Regions from separate parts of the Rattus norvegicus genome. Here region 1 is linked to region 2. The links are chromatin contacts, called in public Hi-C maps. All regions are on one chromosome and are shown on one strand. The core of a region is the stretch at or near the end of the contact, and the rest is flanking DNA. Distances in the headings are between cores, read along the strand shown.

Region 1 (6,328 bases), core at 3,078-5,577, 49 kb after region 2:
CTGTTGAAGACTGACAATTTGAAACTGCCCATATTTCAACCGTTTTGATCTACAATGATAGGCTTGGCTTGACCTAGTAGAAAAAGGGCATACATTCATCCTGCAATGCTGCAGAGGGCAGTAAGGATCACCAGGTATAAGGTGAGGGGAGAGCCCAGCAGTGCTGGCCCATCCCGTTAATCTCAGCACTGGGGAGGCAGAGGCAGGTGGATCTCTGTGAGTTCAAGACCAGCCTGGTCTACAGAGAGAATTCCAGGACCCTGTCTCAAGAAACAAACAAACAAAAAAAAAAAAAAACAAAAAAAACAAACAAACAAACAAAAAAAAAACCCAAAAAACAAAAACCAAGTTGGGGTGACCCACAAATATTGTTATCTTCTGCCTATAAAAAATCGTGTTGTGCGCTCAGTAATTATTTGGAGCCTGCAGCACCCGACTAGCAGGATGTATAAATGTCACTTCCTCACCTGCCTCTAAGAGTAGCAGCTGTGGGGAAGGTGACTTTCCCCAGCCTACTTTGTAGAGCAAGGAATGTGACTTTTTGCATAATAAAGAGCTGGCGACTGAAGTTGGGGCAGGAAGTACAGGGAAGGCAGATCTGTGGAGAGACGTGGAACAAGGTAGAAGCAACGCTGGGTGGAGTTAGAAGTGAGAACTCTGTGGAGATGGAGTGGCAGAGGAGGGGAGTGACTAGCAGAAACATAACACCTGTATAATCCCAGCACTTAGGAGTCACTGGCAGGAGGTTGGTAAGTTTGAGACTAGCCTGGGCCTCACAGCAAGACCTTGTCTAAAAAAGAAAGAAAAAACAAAAACCAAAAAAACTCAAGCAACGGTATGATATCTGAATTCCCACGACAGTGTTAATTCACTTGCTAGTGAGATAGTATATCACTCACTTCGACTTCTTCCTAAAGGAGGTCATTTCCCAGATTCCCAAATTAACTTGGCTTCTCAGCCTTATTCTAAAAAACCAGAACAAACTAAACCAAAACCCAAACACTAGGTGAACTTCAGGATAGGACCACAGATTTGAGTATTTCTTTTTTCCCTATGTTGAGGAAGGAATACAGGACCTTGTGCATGCTAATAAGCATGTGCTCTACCACTCAGAGCAGGCCAGTCTGATCATAGAACACTTTGAAAACCTGGATTTAAAAAAAAAAAAAATGTGCTTCTTCTTGCCAGAAAAAAGAAAAGGCATAAAAGACAGCATTCAAGTTCCTAGGCTCCAATGTCTTTCTTTGGAATACAGTTTTGGTTTTTTTTTTTTTTAAAGATTTTATTTATTTACTGTATGTATGTGAAAACACTGTCACCGTCTTCAGACACACCAGAAGAGGGCATCAGATCTCATTACAGATGGTTGTGAGCCACCATGTGGTTGCTGGGAACTGAACTCAGGACCTCTGGAAGAACAGTCATTGCCCTTACCCACTGAGCCATGTCTCCAGCCCTGGAATACAGGTTTTAAGTAAGCTTTTGTAATGCTGTAATCCTGCTTTTTCCATACAATATATAGTCAGGAACGTGCCTTTGGTCCCAGCACTAGGGAGGCAGTAGCAGGTGAATCTCTCTGCAAGTTTTAGGCCAGTATGGTCTACATAAAGTTCCAGGCCATCCAGGACAGGCAGAAATAGTTCTGATCAGACACGGGTTTGATCCCCAGCACCCACATTGTTGCTCCCAGCCATCTGTAACTCCAGTTACAGGGGATCTGATGTCTTCTTCTGGCTCCTGTGGACATCAGACATGCAGGTACACAGACATACTTGTAGGCAAAACACTTTGTAAATGTTAAAGTTTTTTTAAGATTTACTTACTTAAGATTTAGTACACTATAGCTGTCTTCAAACACCAGAAGAGGGCATCAGATCGCCTTACAGAGGGGTTGTGAGCCACCATGTGGTTGCTGGGATTTGAACTCAGGACCTCTGGAAGAACAGTCAGTGCTCTTAACCACTGAGCCATCTCTCCAGCTCCTGTAAATTTTAAACAGAACAAAAGTTCTGGGTGGAGGTGGAGAGATAGGTAAACACATAGGAAAGATAAAATAGGGGCTGGGGATTTAGCTCAGTGGTAGAGCGCTTACCTAGGAAGCACAAGGCCCTGGGTTCGGTCCCCAGCTCCGAAAAAAAGAACCAAAAAAAAAAAAAAAAAAAAAAAGATAAAATAGCTAGCCAGATATGAGGTGAACGCCTATAATTCTAGCATTTGAAAGGCTAAGGCAGGGGCTGGGGATTTAGCTCAGTGGTAGAGCGCTTACCTAGGAAGCACAAGGCCCTGGGTTCGGTCCCCAGCTCCGAAAAAAAGAACCAAAAAAAAAAAAAAAAAAACAAAAAACAAAAAAAAAAGAAAGGCTAAGGCAAAAAGATCACAAGCTTAAGACCAGTCTGGGATACACAGAGAAAGATGAATTAAGGACCAAGAAACTCTATCAAAGGGTCAGGAGGACTTCAGGAAGAGCAGTGCTGGGCTGTGTCTCCAGACTTTGGTTTTCTTTTCAGACCAGGAGGCTAGGGTTCCAGTCTCACGACTTTCTCTATGGCGTGCTTGCCACTCCACCCCATTAGGCAGCCCTTCTGGAAACTCTGAAAACTCTCTTTCTTCCAGATGGAAAGCTCTGGAAAGGATGTCCTGGCTTGTGCACAGTGACGCCACTCCCTCTGCCAAAGGATAACGCTAAAAATTGGCTTTCCTGGAAACCAGTTAAGGCCTTTAGGAAGCTCAGCCCTAGTTTAGGAGAGGCTGGAACCTTTAAACAATGGGAAGGTAAGAAAATAATTCTCAAGCCAAGCACGGTGGTGCACACCGTTCATTTCAGAACTCCATACAGAGGCAGATGGATCTCTGAGTTTGAGGCCAGCCTTGTCTACAGGGTTGTTTCAGGACAGGCAGGACTACATAGAGAAAGCATATGTTGAAAATACCAAAACCGGGTTGGGGATTTAGCTCAGTGGTAGAGCGCTTGCCTAGGAAGCGCAAGGCCCTGGGTTCGGTCCCCAGCTGGGGGGGGGGGGGGAGAAAAAAGAAAAAGACAATACCAAAACCAAAACAACAATGAAAAGGAAAACAAAACAAAAAAAAATTAAGAAAGAAAGGGGGGAAATGATTCTTAGCATCCGTGGTAGAGGGACACAAGAATCCAAACCCCCCCACCCTCCCACACCCCCCACCCTCCCACACACCCCACCCTCCCACACACCCCCCCCATGTCACCTCGGCATGGCAGACTGCTACACTAGTCTCCCTGCACCGAAGTACTTTGACAAACCTGCCTGGGAGGAAGTACATGTCTAGCTCACATTTTACACAGGATAAATGGCAAAGTGGACCTAGTAAGTCAGGAAGCATGAGACAATTGATTTTTCTATTGAATCTACAGAAGTTAAGTTGGCAACATAAGAAAGAACCTTTTTATAACGTCCAGAAAGCCAGAATATCCGTATGGTCCCTGAGTAAGTCGGTAAAGGAAAAGAATGTAATTTAGAGTTGGGTTGGGAGACCTGAGTTATGTGCCTAGATACCTAGATAGGGCCCTGAGTCACTGTGTTACTTCCTGGCCCATCTACCCCTCCCCCCTGTCCTGCACATTTTTTTTTTTATTCTTTCTTTCTTTCTTTCTTTTTTTTTTTTTTGGTTCTTTTTTTTCCGGAGCTGGGGACCGAACCCAGGGCCTTGCGCTTCCTAGGTAAGCGCTCTACCACTGAGCTAAATCCCCAGCCCCTCTTTTTTTTAATAAAGTTGAGCATGGTCGTTTAAAGCAATCTGTAAAATACCAAATCCTTAAGGTAGCAATATAGGAAGGGCTTATTCTTTTTTTTTTTTTTTTACCTTACTTATTTAATGTATGTGAATACACTGTCGCTGTCTTCAGACACACCAGAAAATAGCATCAGATCCCATTACAGATGGTTGTGAGCCACCAACCATCTGTGGGTTGCTGGGAATTGAACTCAGGATCTGAAAGAGCAGTCAAGTGCTCTTAACCACTGAGTCATCTCTCCAGCCCGGGCTTATTCATTTTATAGCCACTAGTACAAACTTTAAATTTGTTGGGGTCCCCAGATGGGAATTAAATGAGCATGTTTCCGCCTCTTGGGTTTCCGGTTTGAGCTGAGGCAGCCATGTGGCTAACACTGAACCCCTGAGAGACACTTGGAGATGTAACTGAGGAGCACCCAGCTAGGACAGAGAATGAGTCAGGGCTCAAAGACTCGATACCAACTTCTTCCACTCCTGCCAGGAAAATTCTGGGGTGAGACAGCGAAGGCAGGAGCCAAAGTGGGCGGGCCTGTCAGCTGTCTACCCTGGGGCCTCTGCCTTGTGGTTTCACCCCGGGCTGCCCTGCGGCTGTAACGTGTCTACTGACACGCAAGCCCTGGACACTCTGTCCCTCCCCCTTTCCCAAACCTTCACTCCTTCAGGAATCTTCGGAAGGGAATGGAGGAGGGACGAGAGGGAAAGGGAAGGCCAGAGCTAGGCAGGTATGTCGCAGCTCAGGAAACACAAGGCAGGATCAAAGAGGGTTTTCACGGAGGTGTGAGTGGGAAGTGGACATTTAACTCACCTCCATGAAAACCGAGATAAAAGACAGCATGTTTAGACTGCCGTGGTGATGAGATGTGACTGAAGGACGAGACAGAATAACCAGCGGCATCAGCGTGCAAAACTGTTAAGACGGAAGAATAAAATGGCAAAGGGCCACAACACTTCTGGGTGGAGGGACTCTAGGCTCCTGCGAGCCCATCTTTTATAACACCAAGATTCCCTGTCGGCAGCAAGTCTCAAAGCTTTCCTCTAGCACGGAAATAAATAAGCCAGTCATCCGCGCTATACAGTCACAAGATAAATAACGCTATCACTCCGTGGGAAGTCAGTTTTGCAATCCCCATTTCACCAAAGGGTATGGGCCACCGCAGGTTTAAGTAATTTGCTCACAGAATTTGGAAATCATACAACAAGGTCCGTATCAGTCGCCAGAACACCCGGTTGGATTCCGTCAGACCAAGTAACACTGAATAGAGCAGCTCTGAACTTCCCAAAGCAGAGATTTACAAGTCCCGACTTGCACGGGTCTCGCGATCTGAGATCCCAGCGCAGCCCTGGCGACCTCTAGTGGAAGTTTCCTGCGTTAGCAAACGTCCAGCTGTGGGAGAGCGTCTCAGAAGAATGCGCGTTTGGTTGTTGGGGGTTCTGTGAGTGCCGGATCGGGTGCAGGTTAGAGTCGAGCGCCTGATTGACGTGAGTCACGAGAGGCCCACAAGAGTCAGCTAGTCCACACTCCTGGGCTCCTGCCTTCGTTCATTATGAATAGGACGGACAGCCACATCACTTGGGAATCGGGGCTTTTAAGACTTATGAGGGGGTTTAGGGGGGATGTTGGCCCGGAAACCGGGAAGGGGAATAGCAATCGAAATGTAAATAAGAAATACTCCAAGGCCCTGGGTTCGGTCCCCAGCTCCGAAAAAAAGAACCAAAAAAAAAAAAAAAAAAAAAAAAGAAAAAAAAGAAATACTCAAGTTAATAAAGATGAAAAAAAAAAAGACTCATGAGAAGGGGGGTGGGCTGGAGAGATGGCTCAGTTGTTAAGAGCACTAACTGCTCTTCCAGGGGTCCTGAGTTCAATTCCCAGCAAGCACATTCTGGCGAACAGGCGAACACTACATAATAAATAAATAAATAAATAAATAAATAAATAAACAAACAAACAAACAAATCTTTAAAAAAAAGACTCATGAGAAAGACCCCCCTCCCTTTTTTTTCTACCAAGGATAAGTTAGGGATCAGAAATGCAAAGTGACTTGTCTAAGGCCACAGGACAAGCAGAAGCCAGCAATAGTGGGGCCGTGTTTCCTTTGTCCCCAAAGAGAGCTTTTTCTCCCCCTTCTCTTTTTTTTTTTTTTTTTCCCCGGAGCTGGGGACCGAACCCAGGGCCTTGCGCTTCCTAGGCAAGCGCTCTACCACTGAGCTAAATCCCCAACCCCTTTCTTCCCCTTCTTATTTCTTATTTGCTAATAGGCTGGCTTTACCCATGACTTGAGAGCATATAAAGACATGGAACTTGTAAACACAAGCAGAAACAGTTTTTACCTTCATCTGCCCACAAACCATGAACTTTTCCAGTCTTGCTCCTATTACTGCCAAACCCAAAGGCACTGCTTTCCCAGCCTGCGGACCCTGGGGAGGGAGGGAGCTCCCAGACTCCAGGAAGCCCGAGGAGCCTAAAGCCCTCCAGGGTCTATCTCGAGTCTCCTCCTCCTCTCCTCTTTCCCTCTCCCTCCCCCTACTAGTAATCCCTGAGAATGGAAGTGGGTTAGAAACAGAT
Region 2 (6,467 bases), core at 1,722-4,221:
TCATTAGATAAGTCAGGCTAGTCTTCAACTCATAGATCTGCCAGCCTCTGGTTCCCAGGTGCTTGGATTAAAGGCATGTGCCCACAAATTTGCTCCCATCACTCAGGAGGCAGAGATGCAAAGATCTTTGCATTCAATGCCAGCCTGACCTACACAGCCAGTTCCAAGGCTACACAGTGAACCCTGGTTCAAATGAAAAGATAAAAAGAATAAATGTTAAGGCTTTCTTGAGGTTGGTTATTTTGATTTTTTTGACTGTTTTGTTTGGTTTTTGTTCAGTGCTGGGGATCCCACCCAGGACCTCATGAATGCTAAGAAAAACTTCCTTTTCTCTTTTGCACAATAGCAGGGAATTTCTGAACACAGCGGCAAATACTTACACAAGAAATGAGCTCATAGGGGTTGGGGATTTAGCTCAGTGGTAGAGCGCTTGACTAGCAAGCACAAGGTCCTGGGTTCGGTCCTCAGCTCCGAGAAAAAAAAAAAAAAAGAGCTCATAAAGAAATGAGCAATTGTGCCATGGAGTTCATCACCTAAATTGTCCTGATAAAAACTACCCTTACGGGGCTGGGGATTTAGCTCAGTGGTAGAGCGCTTACCTAGGAAGCGCAAGGCCCTGGGTTCGGTCCCCAGTTCCGAAAAAAAGAACCAAAAAAAAAAAAAAAAAAACTACCCTTACGGGGGCTGGAGAGATGGCTCAGTGGTTAAGAGCACTGACTGTTCTTCCAGAGGTCCTGAGTTCAAATCCCAGCAACCACATGGTGGCTCACAGCCACCTGTAATGGGATCTGATGCCCTCTTCTGGTGTGTCTGAAGACAGCAGCAGTGTACTCATATACATTAAATAAATAAATCTTTAAAAAAAAAAAAACTACCATTACTAATTCAACTGAATTGCTGGCAGGAAAGCATGTGTACTAAAGTTACTTTCACATAATACTACTAAAGATTATATAGGGGCTGGAGAGATGGCTTATCAGTTAAGGGCACTGGCTGCTGTTCCCAAGGTCCTGAGTTCAATTCCCAGCAACAACATGGTGGCTCAAAAACATCTGTAATGGGATCTGATGCCTTCCTCTGGTATGCAGGTGTGTATGCAGATAAAGCATTCATATATATAAAATAAATTAAGCCTTTAAAAATTATATAACAGTAAATTATAACTAACAAACATTACAATTCAGGGGCTGGAGAGATGGTTCAGTGGTTAAGAGCACTGACTGCGGGGTTGGGGATTTAACTCAGTGGTAGAGCGCTTGCCTAGGAAGCGCAAGGCCCTGGGTTCGGTCCCCAGCTCCGAAAAAAAGAACCAAAAAAAAAAAAAAAAAAAAAAAAAAGCAAAAAGCACTGACTGCTCTTCCAGAGGTCCTGAGTTCAATTCCCAGCAACCACATGGTGGCTCACAACCATCTGAAATAAAGTCTGATAGCCTTTTCTTGTGTGTCTGAAGATAGCTACAGTGTATCCATATACATTAAATAAAAAGTCTTTAAAAAAAATTACAATTCAAATTCACATTTATGATATTTATGTGCTTCCCACTAAGCTAAGGACAGACACCTTATATTCCCATTTTGTGTTTGTTTGGGGTTTGTTTGTTTATTTGTTTGTTTGTTTGAATTGTTCATGTTATGTATGTGACTACACTATTACTCTCTTCACACACACCAGAAGAGGGCATCAGATCCCATTACAGATGGTTGTGAGTCATCATACAGTTATGTGAGTTGAACTCAGGGCGGAAGAGTAGTCAGTGATCTTAACTGCTGAGTCATCTCTCCAGCCCCTGCATTCCCATTTTAAATGCACACATATAAGTCTTGTGGGGTCCTAAGAAACGTTTCAGTAGCTAGGAGCACTTGCTGTTCAACCAGGACTCAGGTTCAGTCAGTCCTTAGCACTCACATGCTGGTTATTCATATCCTATAACAACACCCTTTACTGGCCTCTGTGAGGATCAGACACCCATATGGTGTACATACATACATATGTACTACATTCACTCAGGCAAGAGCCAGATGCTGACACTTATCCTTTCACTTTTATATACACGCTTGTGTGTGCACATACACACATGCACATACTTACAAATGCTTTCTGTTCATGTCATCCTGAAGAACCCAGACCCCCATGAGTGCTTTGTAATCGCCCTATCACTGAGATCTGCTCCAGACCAGAAAAGATTCTTTTCCTTCTTTTTTGTGGTACTGAGGTTAAACATAAGACTTTACATATCAGATAGATGTACTGCCTGTGAGCTAGGTCTTCAGTTTGAGAATGTTTCTTAAGTTTTTGGAAACTAAATTTCATGTAGCCTACCTAGGTTGGTCAAAGTTAAAGGTGACTTATCTGTGGCTCTTCTCTCAAGTACTGTGACTACAGATATGTTACCAAGTCTGGCTCAGAATACTTTTTCTTTTTCTTCTCTTCCCTCCTTCTCTTGTTTGTTTGTTTGTTTGAACTGGGCATGATGGCTCACAACTTTAATCCCAGCACTCAAAAGGCTGAGGGAGATTTCTGCAAATCCAGGCTAGACACAGCAAGTTCTAGGACAGTCAGGGCTACACAGAGAAAGTCTGTTTTAAAAACAAAGTGAAACAAAACTTATTTTATGCTTGAGGCTTAAAGAATCTAGAAGAGGGCATTTGATTCCATAGTGTTACCACCAGTTGTGAGCCTGGGATTTAAAGTGCTATTAACAGCTGAGTCATTTCTTTAGTACATGTAATATACAAAAATACATATATATGTACATAAATACATACCTATATATGTACATTCATTCTTTCATACAAACAGACACATGGATATTTATGTATATGACTATTTTGCCTGGATGTATGCCTTGTGCCAACAGAGGTAAAAAAGAAAAAAGAGGGGGCATTGGCTCCTCTGGAACTGGAGTTATAGACAGTTGTGAGCCAACATATGAGTTGTCCTCTGCAGAACAAGTGTTCTTAACCACAGAGCCATTTCTCAAGAATGAGCCATCTCTCCAGTCACCAAAAAATAAATCTTTAAAGTAAATCTAAGTAGACACAACTACATAGCAAGTATAAACACGTTTGTATATTATTTTCTCATTTCTCTGAGAGAGGATCATACTACTTCTATGTTGCCCAGAGTGGCTTCAAATTCTCAACCCTCCTGCCTTGGCAACTTGAGTGTCAAGAGTATACATGAGCTACAATGTTTGTCTTACAAACTTACTTTAAACTTTAGCAAAATGTTTTAAAGGTCAGTTAGGTATGATACATGCCGACACACCCAGCACCCTACAGGCTAAAGAGAAGCTGAGTTAGAGGCTAACCTAGGCTACACAAGCACTCAGGAAAACTAATCTTCAACGTGGAAGAATAAGGCTAAGTGCTTGGCACAAAGCCTACCTAGCACACATGGTCCTGTGTGTATAGGTACAGGAAAATGTGATCAAACAAAAGTTATTATTCCACATGGTTTCTGTACCTCAATGATAAAAATATCATTATGTACTTCTTAACTGTTTAAAAATTAAATGTAAGGGGTTGGGGATTTAGCTCAGTGGTAGAGTGCTTGCCTAGCAAGTGCAAGGCCCTGGGTTCGGTCCCTAGCACAGGGGGAAAAAAAAAAATTAAATGTATGGGGCTGGAGAGATGAGGTGAAGAGGTGAAGAGCATTCTCTGCTCTACCTAAGTCCTGAGTTCAATTCCCAGCAAACACATGGTGGCTCACAACCATCTGTAATGAGATTTGGTGCCCTCTTCTGGCATGCAGGTGTACATGCAGGCAGAATGCTGTATACATAAAAAAAAATTAAGGGTTGGGGATTTAGCTTAGTGGTAGAGCGCTTGCCTAGCAAGCGCAAGGCCCTGGGTTCGGTCCCCAGCTCCGAAAAAAAAAAAAAGAAAAAAAAAAAAAAAAATTAAAAGAGGGCTGGAGAGATGGCTCAGTGGTTAAGAGCAGTGGCTGCTCTTCCAGAGGTCCTGAGTTCAAATCCCAGCAACCACATGGTGGCTCACAACCATCTGTAATGGGATCTGATGCCCTCTTCTGGTGTGTCTGAAGACAGCTACAGTGTATTTATATATAATAAATAAATCTTTAAAAAAAATTAAAAGAAAAAATTAAATGTATGATGTAGCTGGACATGGCGGTGCACACCTTTAATCCCAACACTTGGGAGGCAGAGGCATGCTGACCTCTGTAAGCTGAGTCCAGCCTGGTGTACAGAGCAACTTGTAGGACAGCCAGAGCTACATAATGAGACCCTATCTCAAAAAAACAAACCAAACAAAATACACAAAAACGCCAGGAAGTTAAATGTACATTATACTCTATATAAACTGCTTAACACAGTGTTGGTTATAACTACTATGAAATATTCTGGGCTGGGGATTTAGCTCAGTGGTAGAGAGCTTACCTAGGAAGCGCAAGGCCCTGGGTTCGGTCCCCAGCTCCGAAAAAAAAAAAAGAAATATTCTGAGGCTTAGAGAGTCTGAGGCAAGAGGACCCTCATTTTAAGGCTAGCCTTAACAATGCAGTGAGAACATTTGAAAAAAAGAAAATTGGGCTGGAGAGATGGCTCAGTGGTTAAGAGCACTGACTGCTCTTCCAGAGGTCCTGAGTTCAATTCCCAGCAACCACATGGTGACTCACAACCATCTGTAAAGAGATCCGATGCCCTCTTCTGGTGTGTCTGAAGACAACTACAGTGTACTTATATATAATAAATGAATAAATCTTTAAAAAAAAAAAAAAAGAACTTTAAGTTCAAACAAAAACCTGACATGGATGTTTACAGCAGTTTGAATCATAACCGCCAAAATTTGGAAGCAAGCAAAACATTCCAGTAAGTGAATAAATTGTAGCGTATGGAGAAAGCAGGTATTTTTTGTTTGAGACAGGATCTCACTATGCAGCCTTGGCTGGACCTTGCTGTGTAGACCAGACTGGCACAACTCACAGAAATTCACCTACCTCTGCCTTCCAAGTACTGGGATTAAGAGCCTGTACCACCACTTTAGGCTGGAATATTATTCAGTGCTAAAAGGAAACATGTTATTAAACTACAAAAAGGTATGGAAAATTTCCAGTGTATACTTCTACAGTAACAAGAGCCATTTGGGAGGAAAACTGTATACTGTATGATTCCAATTGTGACATTTTAGAAAAGGCCAAACTGTGGGCACTGGGCTTGAGAGATGGCTCACCATAACAGCTCAACCATACTGCTTATCCAGAGAACAATTCCCAACACCACATCATGTGGCCCACACTACTTTAACGTAGGATATCTACCGATCCCACACCCCTGGGCCACTGTGGGCACTCATAATCATATGCACGAAGAGAGAGACACATACATAGAATTAAAAATATTAAAAATAAAACAACCTATAGGCACAGTAGGCTGTCAGGAGATAGATGGGGATGGACAGGTAGAGTAGACATGGCTTTAGGGTAGGAATCATTCCATGTGGTTCTACAATGGTGGACGCTTGTCATCATTCATCTGTCAAAACCCACACATAGAACACCAAGACTGAAGCATAGACAGACAGACGTTAGATGACAATCTTGCAGAGGAAACTCATCAACTGGAACCACCAATCCCACTCCGGTACAGCATGCTGACATTAGGGGAAGCTGTTGAGTGCGCAGGAACAGTGATTATTCAGGACTCTCTGTATTTTCTTCTCAGTTCTGCTGTTAACCTAACATAGCTCTAAAACTAAAGCTATGCTAATAGTGAAATAAGGTAGCCATCTAACTTAAAAAGCAGGATTTGGCTCTTCAATATAGTCTGCAGGAGTCAGGTTACACATAACATTACCCATTCCTCAAGAGAACAACAGGACAAATAAGCATCATGCTATTCTCCAAACTCACTACACTCAGAAATAATAAATCAAAAAAGTAAATGAAGAAAAAAAAAAAAAAGACAGGTGGTGCTGGTGCATGGTGCACACCTTTAATGCCAGCACTCAGAAGGCAGAGGCAGGTGGATCTCAGAGTTTAAGGCCAGCCTGGACTATAGAGAAGCCCAGTCTCTAAATAAATAAATAAATAAATAAATAAATAAATAAATAAATAAATAAATGATGAAGCTGGAGGTTGTTAAATGTTAAGTGTTCAAGGCCAGCCTTGGCTATAGTGCATCCCTTTCTCAAAAAGCAAAATGAAACAAAATAAAAACTCTCTAAAAATGAAGTAGTTAAGACAGTGGTGGAGTGCATGAGGAGTCTATCCCTGGTAGTCCATCCTGTGCCCAGCTTCTCCACACAAAAGTCTAAAAATCTAACAAAAGAAGCTGACTGAATATTTCTATATATATATATCAGTATAGATGAAATTCAGGGCCTTGCACCTGTTACACAAGTATTCTACCACTGAACTACACACCAGCCATTAATATTTGCTTTTTCTAAGCATTATTTTCTGGGGGGTGGATATCACAACACATTATGTCACCTTCCACCATATGGGTT

What was found. Hi-C and Micro-C count contacts between places; a contact is called where the count stands out from the background.
Region 1: a contact with region 2 is called in a Hi-C map of the A7r5 cell line, with 2.4 times the contacts expected there. The contact joins two enhancer-like sites. A contact is called at or near these places in 3 of 12 Hi-C or Micro-C datasets (the A7r5 cell line, liver and mammary epithelial cells).

The regions. Positions count from the first base shown.
Region 1 is chr10:82,794,409-82,800,736 of GRCr8, forward strand. No RefSeq gene overlaps it. Among named protein-coding and RNA genes, the nearest start is that of Mrpl45, 7.5 kb to the right of the region's middle. Within about 2 kb of position 4,328, at least 53 of the 93 cell types and tissues checked have an H3K27ac peak or open chromatin away from gene starts, as enhancers often do. A contact at or near this core is called in the A7r5 cell line, where this site is marked.
Region 2 is chr10:82,747,165-82,753,631 of GRCr8, forward strand. The region is part of intron 2 of Npepps (aminopeptidase puromycin sensitive); the gene reads right to left. Among named protein-coding and RNA genes, the nearest start is that of Npepps, 20 kb to the right of the region's middle. Within about 2 kb of position 2,972, at least 7 of the 93 cell types and tissues checked have an H3K27ac peak or open chromatin away from gene starts, as enhancers often do. A contact at or near this core is called in the A7r5 cell line, where this site is marked.